5 separate regions of the Mus musculus genome follow, and regions 2, 3, 4 and 5 are each linked to region 1. The links are chromatin contacts, called in public promoter capture Hi-C maps. All regions are on one chromosome and are shown on one strand. The core of a region is the stretch at or near the end of the contact, and the rest is flanking DNA. Distances in the headings are between cores, read along the strand shown.

Evidence for each region. Promoter capture Hi-C pulls out the DNA fragments that hold promoters and counts their contacts.
Region 2: a promoter capture Hi-C map of pre-B cells shows a contact between it and region 1, with 3 times the contacts expected there. The contact joins the promoter of Mettl9 here to the promoter of Lyrm1 in region 1. A contact is called at or near these places in 4 of 39 promoter capture datasets (the 3T3-L1 cell line, liver, neural stem cells and 1 more), 5 of 484 Hi-C or Micro-C datasets (CD4 T cells, adipose-derived mesenchymal stem cells, embryonic stem cells and 2 more), 2 of 115 datasets of contacts at active chromatin or transcription factors (astrocytes and large pre-B cells) and 1 of 9 other capture datasets (adipose tissue).
Region 3: a promoter capture Hi-C map of pre-B cells shows a contact between it and region 1, with 4 times the contacts expected there. The contact joins the promoter of Coq7 here to the promoter of Lyrm1 in region 1. A contact is called at or near these places in 2 of 39 promoter capture datasets (liver and pre-B cells).
Region 4: a promoter capture Hi-C map of pre-B cells shows a contact between it and region 1. The contact joins the promoter of Usp31 here to the promoter of Lyrm1 in region 1. A contact is called at or near these places in 3 of 39 promoter capture datasets (the 3T3-L1 cell line, neutrophils and pre-B cells), 3 of 484 Hi-C or Micro-C datasets (CD8 T cells, double positive thymocytes and muscle stem cells), 1 of 115 datasets of contacts at active chromatin or transcription factors (astrocytes) and 2 of 9 other capture datasets (adipose tissue and liver).
Region 5: a contact with region 1 is called in a promoter capture Hi-C map of pre-B cells. The contact joins the promoter of Vps35l here to the promoter of Lyrm1 in region 1. A contact is called at or near these places in 3 of 39 promoter capture datasets (hippocampal neurons, liver and pre-B cells), 1 of 115 datasets of contacts at active chromatin or transcription factors (astrocytes) and 2 of 9 other capture datasets (embryonic stem cells and liver).

The regions. Positions count from the first base shown.
Region 1 is chr7:119,894,531-119,897,309 of GRCm38.p6, forward strand. It overlaps Lyrm1 (LYR motif containing 1), which reads left to right and starts at 1,331. Exons shown (of 4, transcript NM_001285959.1): 1 at 1,331-1,360. Dcun1d3 (DCN1, defective in cullin neddylation 1, domain containing 3 (S. cerevisiae)) reads right to left here and starts at 1,215. Exons shown (of 3, transcript NM_001163703.1): 1 at 1,028-1,215.
Region 2 is chr7:121,033,145-121,035,844 of GRCm38.p6, forward strand. It overlaps Mettl9 (methyltransferase like 9), which reads left to right and starts at 1,301. Exons shown (of 5, transcript NM_021554.2): 1 at 1,301-1,831. The coding sequence starts at 1,667.
Region 3 is chr7:118,532,021-118,534,720 of GRCm38.p6, forward strand. It overlaps Coq7 (demethyl-Q 7), which reads right to left and starts at 1,336. Exons shown (of 6, transcript NM_009940.3): 1 at 1,159-1,336. The coding sequence starts at 1,231.
Region 4 is chr7:121,706,106-121,708,875 of GRCm38.p6, forward strand. It overlaps Usp31 (ubiquitin specific peptidase 31), which reads right to left and starts at 1,337. Exons shown (of 16, transcript NM_001033173.2): 1 at 531-1,337. The coding sequence starts at 1,148.
Region 5 is chr7:118,738,961-118,741,660 of GRCm38.p6, forward strand. Vps35l (VPS35 endosomal protein sorting factor like) reads left to right here and starts at 1,311. Exons shown (of 31, transcript NM_027815.4): 1 at 1,311-1,815. The coding sequence starts at 1,715.

The DNA of each region.
Region 1 (2,779 bases), core at 81-2,580:
TAATATAGGGTTTTCTGTTCTCTGAAGTGCATCATGAAGTGTGGGTGGAGAGAAACACAGAAATCCAGAATTAGCCTAACATCAAATCATTTTTGGAAAGAGTTGACAACATGTAAATTCCTCACATATAAAGTATTTAGAGCGAGAGACCTTGATTCCTGGGCTATGAAGCCACTTATGATGCCTTGGAAGAGCTCTGGAATTCTAGTATTCATAAAAGAAAATGTTCATTATAATCGGGAGCCAGGCGGCGTTGTGAGGTACTCCCCAATGTGACACAGACCATAACTGAAGTACTACAAAGCTTGCAGTTAGGAGCTGGGATAGAGGCTGAACACCAAATTCAAAAGAGGTAGCTGAGGTACTAAGTGCCACAAAGGGGAGAGGGTGTCCACGACTGCCACTTAACCACAGAGAATTAAAGTATGAAACAGAGGTGTGTATGAGGGGAGATAAGAGATGGGGATGGAAAAAACAATACATTTGTCATCCCGTCCCACTTCCTAAACAGGATATAGGCAAACCCTCCAGCCCCATTACCTCAGGCACAGATGGTTATCGTTTATAGCAAAGGTGCACTGAAAGGCCTTCAGGTCTGAGCCCCTTAATTCCAGAGCTGTTAACGATTACAGAAAAGGATGGGGGTGGGGAGAAAAATCAGGGAGGGAGCTGCAGATTCACCCACCACCTCCCCCTTGGGCTCCTACCTCACGGCTCTTACCCTGGACTTTCAGCTCAGAGTCTGCAGACCCTCCCCGGGGATCTACAGCCCCAGGTCCCCAGGCCCGGGATTGAGGGGTGCTGGCGATGGACAGGCAGGGACAGTAGGTAAGTTTTCGGAGCCTTGCGCTTGACAAGCCACAGGCTCCCCTCACAGCCTCTTCTTCCAGAGGGACCAGTCCAGACAAGGCGCTGATATGCACTCCTCCCTTTCCACCACCACCCCCTTTCTCGAAGGAACCGAACCCCCGCCCCTTCATCTCTCAACGCTCCCCCCTTTTCCTCAACTCCCCCCCTCCAAACTCACAGCTGCTCCAGAGGTTCCTCCAGTCAAACCCTTTCTGGAAACGACGGCGGCCCGGCGGGTCCAAACTACCTACCATCCCCGCTTGCGTTTCCAGGCTCCCTACCCCCGCCGCCGCCGCCTTTTCTGCCACCGCGGCCGCCGCCTCCTCCTCATCTGCAGCCCACCGGCGGCGGCCGCCCCGAAGCCCCGCCCCCTCCATTGCCTCCTGCATCATCACTTCCGGTAACCCCGCCGGCCGCTGGCTCGAGGAGGGAGAGAATGGGAGAGGGGCGGGGACAGGAACGAGGAGGGTGACGTCACGACGTACGCGAGGACGTCCGAAGCCGTCTCCAAGTAAGGGCAAGGCGGGGAGCGGCGGAGGGTGGGCTAGGAGCTGGGCCAGGCCATTTTCTGACTAGAAATGGGGCAAGGGGATAACGAAAGGGTGAAAGGGAAGGCTGGAGGAGAGGGAGGTTAGCTCAGTTGTTGAGTGCGGCGGGGAGTCGGCTAAATCTGGAAGTTTCAGGAGGTTTGAGACGACCTCTAACCTGGGCCTCATGCTAACACAGCGGTCCGCCCGGTGGTTTGGCCCGGCCTGGCCTACTGGACCTGCTGGATACAGCCCGGTGTGGCCAAGGCTCGGCAGAGCTCCTGGCACCGCCTCTTCCCAGCCGGCTCCTGTGGGTGGGGAAAAGCAGGAGTGACGCTGAGTGAGTGTAAGGATGGAGACGCCGGCTCCAGTCGCGGGGGACTGGGGAAAGGGGTTGGCTTCCCAGGGCCAGGGATGAGATGCCGGTGTGGGGTTGCTAGGAGACGCGCCTGTATGACCCCAGCCTCGCGAGGGCGACTGGTGTCATCGCTGCTGGCCTCGGGAGACCTGCCTAAGGGAACTGGCACGTGGGAGAGATCCTGCCTGGGACCCTTCAGACTTTTCGATTATAAATGGAAGGCGACGGGGCAGTTGTAGGAGGCTGGAGAGGTGCTGGCCTTGAGAAAGGCCACCCAAACGATCCCGGATGTAGGAATCAGACTTCAGGTGATGATGAAGGCTAGTTTCATTACTAAGATGAGCAAATGACAAAATGAAGGAAGTCTTGTTTCTGAACTTTTCATTAATAAGTAAATGAATGCAGAGAATAGCAGCTGCCCCAGAAGCTGAATGGTGTGGTGAGAAGGCCTCTTCCAGGTTTAAGAGGAAAAGAGAATGGGAGAAGGAACTGCCTTGTGGGTAACATTTTAAACAAAAGGCAGACGAGAAAGAAGTCTTGGAGTTGCAGAAATAGCAAGGTTTTGGCCTTTGTATTACTTCCCTGAAGTGTAATGAATGACCAAACCTTAATTTACATTTAAAAAAATTGCTGCTGGATAAAAGAAGGTAGTTAAAGGGCTGTTGCTAAGGCCATGAGAGATGACAGTGGTGGAAACATGGAAATTAAGAGAATTGATTCATAATGTATTTGGGAGCTTGAGCATTCCAGACTGAATGCTGAACTGGATACGAAATGTATGGGAGAATGTGAAACCAAAGATGTTTCTCTAGAGAAAACAGTTTGGGAAGGAATCTCCTATGCTCTCTGGAACGTATGTCCAGAGTCATTTTACAGCCCATGAAGATGTCCAGAAATGAGACGGACAAGCTGGAAGACAAGTCATGGTTGGAGATAATAAATGTGGGGTTTATTCCTAGACCCTGGAATAGGTAGTAGATGAGAAAGAGCCCCAAATTCTTTAGATCTCACATTTAGAGACCACCAAGAAGGGTACAAGCCAGTA
Region 2 (2,700 bases), core at 51-2,550, 1.1 Mb after region 1:
TCTTAGGACACAGTTTTCTGTATCCTTTGTCTTTAGAAATGAAATATGCCCGTTTATGCACTCTTGTTGTATCTCCTCTTTACTTAAAAAGGTGAAGACTCTGGTTTGATACAGAAGAGCTTTATTGGAACTCAAAGAGGGGACATAATACAGTCATTTACATTCACTATTATAGCTTCTTTTAAGTATGTTGGACCAGTACTTCTAGAAAGTTGAGCTCAATTTAGTAAGGTATAGTCTTGGGTTTAACACCCAACTTGGAGAGATGTCAGGGAATATACCAGAATGAGAGAAGACAAAGTATTTTGTTATATTCTATGCACATTAGGTAACAAAATATTCTTATTAACGAAAGATGGTAAATAGATACTTTAACACCTAAGGAGTTTGTGATAAGGAATGCCATTTCTCATCCAGGGGTCATTATTTCATAAACGGAAATCTCTTCAGTGTAGTGTGATGAAATTAACGTAAAGATAAATTTGTTTTATAATTAATTTAAAATTAATGTACAGAATCTGTCGCTGTCAAATGAAAAGCATATTCTAACAAACCTAGGAAGGTGTGAGTAGCTGGGCTAGGAAATATGCTGTAGCTTAGTAGCAACAGTTGAGACACAACGACATCTCATGACCCTCATTTTAGAAACATTGGGCTTCTTCCTGCTATAAATGATCTAAGAAATATCTGGCTAAATCTCCCCAGACCGAGCACATTTTAAGAATGTCTGGTCCAACTTCTATCAGCTTGAGAAAACATGGCAGCCAGGACTAACTTGCAAGGAAACATGGCAGCCAGGACTAACTTGTGGCCTTCGTTGTCCAGCAGATGCTATTTTCCATCACATTTCGTTGAGTGCTCCAGGAGCAACAGTTTCCAACAAAGGCAGAGCTTTCACTCATGAGGGCTTCACTAGACCTGTGACAGCCGCTTCTCAGGCTTGGGAACACCGGGACTGGGAGTGGCGGTGGGATTCTTTCCCCCTCGATTCTCTGCTTTGCAGCTATCGGGTGGCTTTTGGAGTTGGGAGTCAGGTTCGCTGACCCCAGATGGAAATTATTAAATAGACGGTCAAGACTGTAGCAAGAAGGGCAGCGCGGGTCTATCGAATAAACCTGGGTCTGTGTCAATGGGAACAATTAGGTCAAAGGTGTAATCGAGGGGCCCACAGGGTAGTTACTAAGGCAAGACAAGCCCGGAAGTCCTGCAGACCCCTCCTCGGAGGGGCCAGACTCTAGTAGCCCCTTTAGGAAGTCTCCCCCGGATCTTCCGCCATTATGAGTCCAGGCGGCGCCACGGAGGACGTGCACGCCCTCTCTCCCAACTCCCGGGCCTCCCGGTCTCCGCTCATTGGGCAGGGAGGACGCCCCTCCTGCGTTTGTACGTGCACCGGGTGGAAACACGACCTGGAGTCGTTGGCGTTCCGGGCTGGGAAGGGCCGCGGGGGACGTGAGAAGGCCGCGCGCCTGCCGCTCCTCCCCCGCCCCCCCTCCCGCGCCATCTCCCCCTCCCTCTGCCTCGGCCCCGAAGGGGGCTGCACGGGCGACTTGGCGGCGATGGCTCGAGCTCCGGCGGCGACGACGGTGGCCGGAGGCGGCGGCTCCTCCTCCTCCTCCTCCTGGGCTTGGGCCCGGCGGTGATCCGAGCTGGCGGCCGCGGCCCCCCGATGAGACTGTTGGCGGGCTGGCTGTGCCTGAGCCTGGCGTCCGTGTGGCTGGCGCGGAGGATGTGGACGCTGCGGAGCCCGCTCTCCCGCTCCCTGTACGTGAACATGACTAGCGGCCCCGGCGGGCCAGCGGCGGCCGCGGGCGGCGGGAAGGACACGCACCAGGTACTGGGCCGCAGCCCTGCGGAGCGGGGGCGTGGCGCGGCGCGGCGGGGCGCTCGGCCTTCCCGCGCTCGGCCGGGCCATTGTGCGGGGCGGCGCGCTCGGGCCTCGGCCCCGGCCTCTCACAAACTTTTCCCGGCCCGGGCGCTGGCCCCACGGCGCCTTTTGTTCGGCGGCGCGGGCGGGGGACAGCCTTTGCTGCCTGGCTCCCCGGGCCCCAGCGTGGGCGCCCCGAAGCCCCGCATTGTTCCCAGGCCGGCGGCGGCGTCCGCGTCCGCCCTCAGGACCCGAGCAACTTTGGGTAGGGCCACCCAACTGGCACTGGGGCCTGAGCAGAAAACTGCCCCAGCTCTCACCCAGCCAGCCTTCCTCTACCCCCCCGAGGGACAAAACCGAAAGCCGGTCTCTTTTTGTCTGGCCGAATCTCTGGATATACAAAGGGTTCTAAAGACATTAAACTGGGCCTCGTGAACATTTCGGCTGACATTTCCCCGAAGCACTTAAAAAAATGTGTTTGACAGGTCTGGGCTCCCAGCCTAGGAACTCTCCTCCCCCTCTGCCTATGAGACGTGTCCTTTCAACTTGGGTTTAGTGAGCTGACCAGAGAGGTTGGGATGAGGAGGAAGATGATGCAAGCTTTAAACGGAGAGGTTTAAAAAATCTGAACTGTTCAGCAGTGAATTCTTGTAGCTAATGAATGGATTGTGAGCCGTGGGGGTTCTACCGGTTGGATGGGGTTGGATGGTCTTTTCATTAGCTATTTGTACCACTTAAAGAAACATGCATGGGTCAGCTGTTGAATTAAGAGGGAGGTAGTTTGCATTTGACCGTAAGTAGTTTGTGGTTAACCTTGCAGTCACAGAAGAGAAGCC
Region 3 (2,700 bases), core at 86-2,585, 1.4 Mb before region 1:
TGGACACATAAATTACATACTAAGAGGCTCTTAAAAAGTCTCTTCTGATCCATTTATCACCAAGGAAAACATCTCTATAACTGGCATGTCTTGAAAAATATCCAAACACTTGCTAAGCACTCTTCTCTTCCAGAAAGAAAAACAACCTTGGACTCAAGCCTTGGAAGGCACACACAACAATATCTAATGAAGTTTCATAGCTGTTCTCATGGTATTGGTGGTGGTGGTGGTGGTGTGTGTGTGTGTGTGATTACTCATCCATTTGGGGGCAGACAATTCTGGCTTATTATTTACCAAAAGGATGTAGTTTCAATTAAATTACTTAATAAGTTGTAGTTAAACAAAAACACATCTCAAACCTCCAAACAATATTGCCTTCAGGCAAAATAGAAATCTAATGCTTGAAGATTTAGTTTCGAGAAAATGACCACGATTTTCTGGGGCAGCTCGGATGAATCAGACCTGAATCCAAACCTACCTCTCTCCATTCCAAATTCAAAGCTTACCATATTTTGCAATACAAACAGTCCCATGAGAGGCTTGATAAAAACAGAGACTCTACGGCTCAAAAGAAGGCTCAGCAGTTAAGAATGTGTACTGCACTTGCAAATGACTTGAGTTGGGCTCCCAGCACCCATATATAGGGATTCACAAACTGCCTGTTACTCTAGTTGCAGATTCAAACCCCAATTCTGGCCTCTCTAGAATTTAATTATTGTGCGCACGCACGCGCGCGCGCGCGCGCACACACACACACACACACACACACACACACACTTTTTAAAACTCTAAAACCTATCAATCCAGTGGATAATGAGGGGGACCCGAAAATCTGCATTTATAACAGATTGATGCTGTCGTCGGAAGGCTACTTTGCTTGAGAAAGTCCCGAGTGGAGACCGGAGGGACACTGCAGGACACTCAAGTTCCACACTTGCACTGACGTCACATCACAGGCTGGTAATCACTTGTTCCCCGGCAGGGCATCCTGCAGAAGTTCACCCGTTCCTATCAATCAACTAGACGTACTACAAACCCCACCCCCATGTCGCGCGCTTGTGACGTATAGACGTCCTCCCCGTGACATCCGTGACCTCCACTGCAAATAGTCACCGGCGAAGAGCCCCGCGCCGAACCACGACCCCGAACGGCCGGTACCTGAGAAGGGCCTCCGGACACCAGTGCGCAGGCGTCCCACGGAAGCAGCCGCTATGGCTCCGGCGGCGCTCATCGCTGCGGACAATGCAGCTATGGTCCAAACGCCCCGCCAATCGTGCTCTCGACTCAGGGTGATGACGCATAGATGCCGCGGACCGAGAGCCAGAGGAAACGCCCCTAGGCCCTGGATTACACCCGATTGGTTAGAAATGACCGATTCACGTACTCTATTGGGTCTTCCCCCTGTCGATCATTGTAACGTCGTGAAGGCGCCCGGTCGGCTCTTAGGGTTGATGCAGAGCTGCCCTGGAGAGGCATTTTAGGTTAGGGTTTCTCCCTGTCTTGGAAAGGCGACCCGCAGGTCACTGTTGTTTCCTCCACGTTATGGAGATTATTTTTCTCTATTAAGAGCCGATTTACACCTGAAAGTCAGCAATTACCTGGTAAAACATGCCAGTTTTCGGTGTAATTGTGGGTTTCCCAGTTTGTTTCCCGTTACTTTCCGTTCCTTCTCAATTTTTATATTGAGATTTGCTTCATTGTTCATCCTTTACTGGATTATTCATGGCCTAGTGCACATTAGTGATGAACATAGCTGTGTGTTGAGGGAAGGAAAATTTAGTAACATACATTAAACATTTTAAAGTGCATATCCATTAATATGACAGCTAGGATCTAGCCAATAGAAATAAATTTTCAAGTCAGATAAGTATATAAGGGGAAAAACCATACCTGCAAGGATAATCAGTGCCTATTATAGGACCACTAGAGACTGTGGCTTTAGGAAAACTAGAGTTTGCACCCTTGGCGGGAGGGGGGCGGGTATTTGATTCATAGCTACTGTAAAATAAATGAAACTACTAACCCATTCTATATAATTATAGTGTTCAATTAGTATACTACAGTAACTTAAAATTAAGACGAGCCCAAGTACTGGGCCTTAGCGGCAGTGAGGGTACTTAAATATTCCTGTGGAATACTCAACCTAAATCTGGCTCTCAAAGCCTTCAAATGTTCAGAACCTTTCCCGTGCATTCCACTTCTAGATCTGTCCTAAAGAGATAAAAGAATGTTGAGGTGTATGTCCTAGTTATTACTGGAAATTTTTGGAAGTGTTAAAAAATTGGAGCTAGAGAGAGCTCAGAAGTTGAGAACACTTCTTGCTCCTGTAGAGGACCTGGGTTTGATTCCCAGAAGCCACAGCAGGAAGCTAACAACGGCCTGTAACTCCAGTTCCAAGTGACCCAGCACTCTCCTCCGGACTCTCTGCACATGTGACACACAGACAAATACATGTTTTTTAAAAAGGTTACCATCAAGAGAATGCTAACAAACTATGACTCATGAGCACAGTTAGCAGCTCCCTGAAATGGATGTAATGACGAGTTCAGATCTGATTATGTCACTCAGGCTTGCCTTAAACTGGTGAAATGGCTGCTTTGGCCTCTGGAGCTTCCAGGGGTGTTAGAACAATGAACTTTGAAAGAACTTTGGATAAAATAGAACATTTAAGTGGAAAATATGAGACTACTACATTTTCTT
Region 4 (2,770 bases), core at 87-2,586, 1.8 Mb after region 1:
ATAACACCTGGTTCATTGTACTTAAGAATAGAAAGAAAAAAAAAAAAGCACTAAGCATGAACGGTACTAACATAGCTAAAGCACTTTATGTATCACACTGAACCCGCTAGAAGTGCCCAAACTGGGTAATCTCGCTGTCCAACGTAACCTGTCAACTTGCTAAACGTAAGTACCAGGTAAACGGGAGCATAAAGAGGCTCAGTGGTTTACTACTTAAGAAGCAGAAGCCGGATTCGAACCCAGATGGATAGATACTCTCCCACCAATACCCGCTCCAAAGATTGAAGTTCCATGAAGGCAGGGTCTTGGTCCTGGCAACATCCATCCCCAAGGCGGATCACAGGACCTGGCGCCCATGTTCTGGCGCTCGGAAGCCAAGCTGGCTGGATGAATGGTGGGAGGAATGCGTTCCTTTGTCATCTGGGTTATCTTCCAGAACTCTCTGAGCATCCAGCGCAGAAATCCTCCCGGCCCGAAGAGGAGGAGCCCAAGAAGCGCCCGAGCTCCAAGGCCCCCCGCCCCGGGCTCACCTTGAAGTCGCGGCTGTGTTGCGGGGTGTACTCCAGCGTCCAGAGCGCCCGCACCAGATGCGCCAGCTGCTCGGTGACCTCGCCCTGGCCGTGCGGCCCGCGGCCCGCCGGCTGCTCCGACTCCGGCTCTGGCTCCGGTCGGCCCGCCCGGTACTGGCCCAGAGCCAGGTACTCGGCGAAGAGCTCGGTGTTACTGAGGCACTGCAGCGTGGCGTTCATGAAGCACGTGTTGCCGTGGTTGCGGAGCCCCGCCACGCCGGGCACCGGCTCCGAGGCGCAGGCGGGAGGCGCGGGCGAGGCGGGCGGCGGCGGGCACGGCGGCGGCGTGGGCGCGGAGGCCGGCCCGGGCGGGAAGCAGCTGCGGAGGCCGCCGCGGTCCGGGGCGGCGCCCTCGGAGCTGAGGTGCGAGAGCGTGGACAGCGTCTTGAGGACGCGGCTCATGAAACTGCCCACCGAGCGCGCCGACGACGGCGACGAGGGCGCGGCCGGCCCGGGGCCGCCAGCGCCGCCGCCGCCCCCCGCGCGGCCACTCCGGAACAGCCGCTTGCTGAACGAGCGCTTCTCCTTCCCGCCCGCCGCCACCGGCGGCCCGGGCCCGGGCGCCGTTACCTTGGACATGGCGGCGGTTGCCGACGCTCATCACCGCGCCAGTCCGCCCGGACCGCGACTCCGCCACGGCCGCCGCCGCATCCCGCCGCCTGCGCCTCACCCGGCCCGGGGGGCTTCACGCCCTACACCACCTCAGAGCGCCGCGGAGAGAGCGAGCAAGAGAGCGGCGACCGAGGGGCGCGCGTGCGTCGCGCGGCCGCCCAAGTGGGCAGCTCACGTGACTCGCTGGCATCGCAGCCCCGCCCCGCACTGAAGCTGCGAGGCCGCCATATTGACTGTGGGAACAGCTCTCTCCCTGAACCCTGATTCAAGGACTCCCTCGGCTTAGGGCGTGGTTCTGCGTGTTGAAGCTCAAGACTGGCCATGTTTAGTATGGGCACGGTCCTAAACGTTAGGGCAGGCGCTGGATGGTGGATTTTAGGGGTGGGTCTCTGTCTTTGCTTGTCAAATAGAAAAGATCTAGAGAAAGTACTGAAATCAAGCTGCCACGTACCAGGTGGCAGAGGAGCTGATAGATACAGCTTTGTCTTGTCCCAGGCGGGTTAACTCAGCCTGGCTCCCGAGGGACTGCCGCGTACCCACCCGAACGTGGTCACGGAGCTGGCACATTCTGGTGGGCTTTTCTTTCAGGATGTACCTTGAGGTCTCAGCAAAGTAATATTATTAGAATTGCCTTGCTGAAAAGTTTTGTAAAATACAGCCTTTAAATCCTCTGAGCTCTCCCTTTAATCACTCAATAAACTGAGCATTTGCTCATTCATTCATTCAATCATTCATTCATCCATCCATTCATTCAGTAAATATAGCAACTGAACACTTGCTGTTTGCCAAATACTGTACTAAACTCTAAGGATACGACAAGACTGAAACTAACTGAGTTTCTGCTTGCCTTCCTATAGTGTACACTCTCAGTAGGTATTCATTCATGATTACCTCTGTATTCCACACACTATGCCAATCATGGAATACCTTCCTTGGTTTTCAGTTCAGTGCCTTTGACATCTCATTTAAACCCAAGTTTGGCTCAAAGACTTAACCTTTAAACCAAGGGTCACAGATGCACTACTATCGCAGAGGCTAGATAGGTCATAGCAATGAACAAAGAATCCTGGTGAGGGGTCGGTCATCTGCTGATCAGGTCATACTTCACATATCTTGGGAATACAAGAAATGTTGTGGACAGCGGCAACCTGCTAATTAACATTCTTCTAAAGAGATGGCTTTCGCTCACCTCCAGTCAGTTGTTCCCATGTGAGAATGAGGGCTTAGTGTTGCCAGATCAGCTGATTTTTAGAGAAAAGGTGGAAATTCTATTTTTAAATGTTGGTTCAATTTTTTTTAAAGGAAAAAAAACTGCATGGGAGAACAGCGTGCATTAAGGCTGCCTACTACTCAAAATCCACTGGTTTCTGACCTTCTCTTTGTATGTTCTCTTTGCTAAGAGATGAGCCTGAGCCCTGGTTACTGCAAAAAACAGATAATGGGAAAGAAAGCCCATAACATTTTAAAGATAGAAAGGCCACCCTACACCCATCTCAAAGCAAATAGTTTTGGCCTCTAGATTTCTACTCAATACTAAATATGGTATCCTGTAATGATGCTCTTGGTTTGCTCTGAATAGGCTCAAATCC
Region 5 (2,700 bases), core at 61-2,560, 1.2 Mb before region 1:
AAGAGGGCATCAGATCCCCTGGGACTGGAGATACAGATGGTTGTGAGTTTGGGTTCTAGAAATCAAATCTGGGTTTTCTGGAAGAACAGCAAGTGCTTACCAGATAACGCATTTCTCCAGCCCAGATTTTACAGTTCTTTAGGGACACTGACAGAGATGCCACAAAACCATGGTCTTAGCATGTGGTAAGAAGAACCCTTTAGTTATCTATCCTTTCCAGAAATGTAGCCTGTTTTATGATAGTTCCCCATCATCTATTTTATACATAAGATGGGATGGGTTTGACGAATGTACGAAGGACAATTGGTCCCCTGCCTTTAGTGCCTCATAGTTGCTTCTTACCACCCAAACTGCTACCATTCTTTCAAAGGAACCACCAACAGCAGTGTCCCCTAGAATTGTACACACAACTATCCCAGAGCCACTGTTTTACAGTCCCCAGGCAAGTGGCATGCCCATTTACAGTAGATGCCCTGCTCTGTTATAGACCAGGGTCAGCGCTACAGAGAGAAAGGCTCTGAGAGCAAAGGCCAACCAAGAGCAGCCTGTCTTGCCTGCCTCACTAACTACAGCATCTGAGGTTTGCCCCGGAGACAGGGATTTTATAACCTCCTGTCACCTTAGCAGTTAGCTCAGTTTCACAGAGGAAGAAACTGGGACTCTGAAAATGTCAGTCCTAGTTAAAGTATATTCCGTTGCCTTTTCCAGAACGCATAAGAGGATGCTGCTCTTTCCATAAGGAAATGCACTTGGGAGTAGAACCAGGATGGTATGAATAGACAGTCTGCTAATTTCCCAGTCTTAATCCATTCTTATTTGAGTTAGAGTTTGACACTCACCAGCTTTGAGCATCAGTTTTCCAAAAACAAGTGATTAATGATAGATACTCCAGAAGTTTCTATTGAGAAGGGAGTGGGCAAAGTGCATTGAGTGCAGTCACCCTATCATAATTTATCCATGGGGGTGGGGTGGGGTGGGGCTTAAAACAGGAGCGCCAAAGTTCTGTGGTCAAGAACAGAACTTGCTTGCCCGTATTCGGACGTAGATTGTCAGTAGTGGGGGGAAAATGCCCAAAGTGTTCATCCTTACGAAGCATGAAGAGAACCCACACCAAACAGAATTCACTTCATAATCACTTGTGTCTGGCCCTCAGCAGGGATGGGTGTGTGCACTCCTTTTTGTCACTAGAGGGCGCAGGCGGGCCAAGCAGCCAGTGGCGTCTTACCCCTTACAAGACTGGGGGGCGGTGTGTGTGTGTGTGTGTGTGTGTGTGTGTGTGTGTGTGTGTGTGTGTGTGTGTGTGAATGGGATGGCTCAGAAGGTAATGGCATCGTGTGTGTGTGTGTGTGTGTGTGTGTGTGTGTGAATGGGATGGCTCAGAAGGTAATGGCATCTAGTGCCAAGCGAAGAAAGGACCAACACCTGTCCGTTATCCACTGACCTCCGTGCACATATTTACATAATACGAATGGGATTTAAGCAAGGCGTGGTGATGCAGGCCTTTAATCCCATCATTCGGAGGCAGACGTAAATGGATTTCTATTAACAAAATAAAAAGAAAAAATAAAATCAAGGCCGATGACGGAGCTTGGGTTTTGCCGGGCCATTGCCCGATACAACTGCGGAGGATCGGAATCCGGAGGAAGTTGCCCCTCACAATCATGGCGGATGACGGAGCCCGGGATCTTCAGAGCGGAAGCTGCCCTTCACAATCATGGCGTCTGGGGCGGGGCCGAGCTTCCCTGGATGTGAGAAAAGGGGCTGGACGCGGAAAACAGGCGATCATGTGACTGGGAAGATGGCTGTCTTTCCCTGGTAAGGAAAAACCCGCTAGTAGGCTTCGGGGAGGGCTCCTCTCAGTGGGGGTGGGCAGTCCTCCTTGTTGGGATCGGTGGCCTCCGTCCCCGCCCGGGCTGTCAGGACTACGGAAGAGCAGAACCGCTGTCAGTACTCTGCTCCTCTCCTCTGTTCCGCAGCTCCTTCACTCAGACGGACTCCATCCAAGGCTTCCGCCTCCTTGGGAGACGTTGGCACGCCTGGGAGTTCTGGGGAAGGGGATGAATTCGCCCGGAGTCTGCACCTGGGAGACCTGGTCGCTTGTTCCTTGAGCTCCTTAGACTTTCTCATCTGTAAAGTGGGACCATTCACCCTACTCTATGTAGGGTCCCCAGACACGCTTCTTTACCTCGTTGTTCAACGTAGTAGAACGTATTAGAGAGAGGACACGCCCAAAGGAGAGAGGGGGCAGTCAGTCAACTCCCCTGGCGGCTTGGGTAGACTGCAGAGAAGAGCCTTCAACTGGGTCTTGCAGGATGCATACGAGCTCACCAAGCAGGAAGGAATAGTGTGTACCCAAGTGACTGGCATACGGGCCTTTTTGTGCTTAGAAGTGAGGTGACCTTTAGGTTGTCACAGGTGATTTGTGTCGATAAAGAACCCACATAGGATAAGCGGATGATAATGTGGTTGGACGTTGGAGACCTTGCATCTCAGGGGCAAAATTTCTGCGTTTGAGCATGAAAGAAATTTGTAGCGCTAGGCCTTGAACATAACCAACATCAACCCTCTGGCTTTTTGGCCGGACACTTTAATTCACTCCACCCTGCAGACTCTTAAGTGACCACTTAAGGACACAGCACGTCAGCGTGGTGCCGTATCACACCGTGGGTTGGCTTCACCTGCTTGTGCTGGCTTAACCTT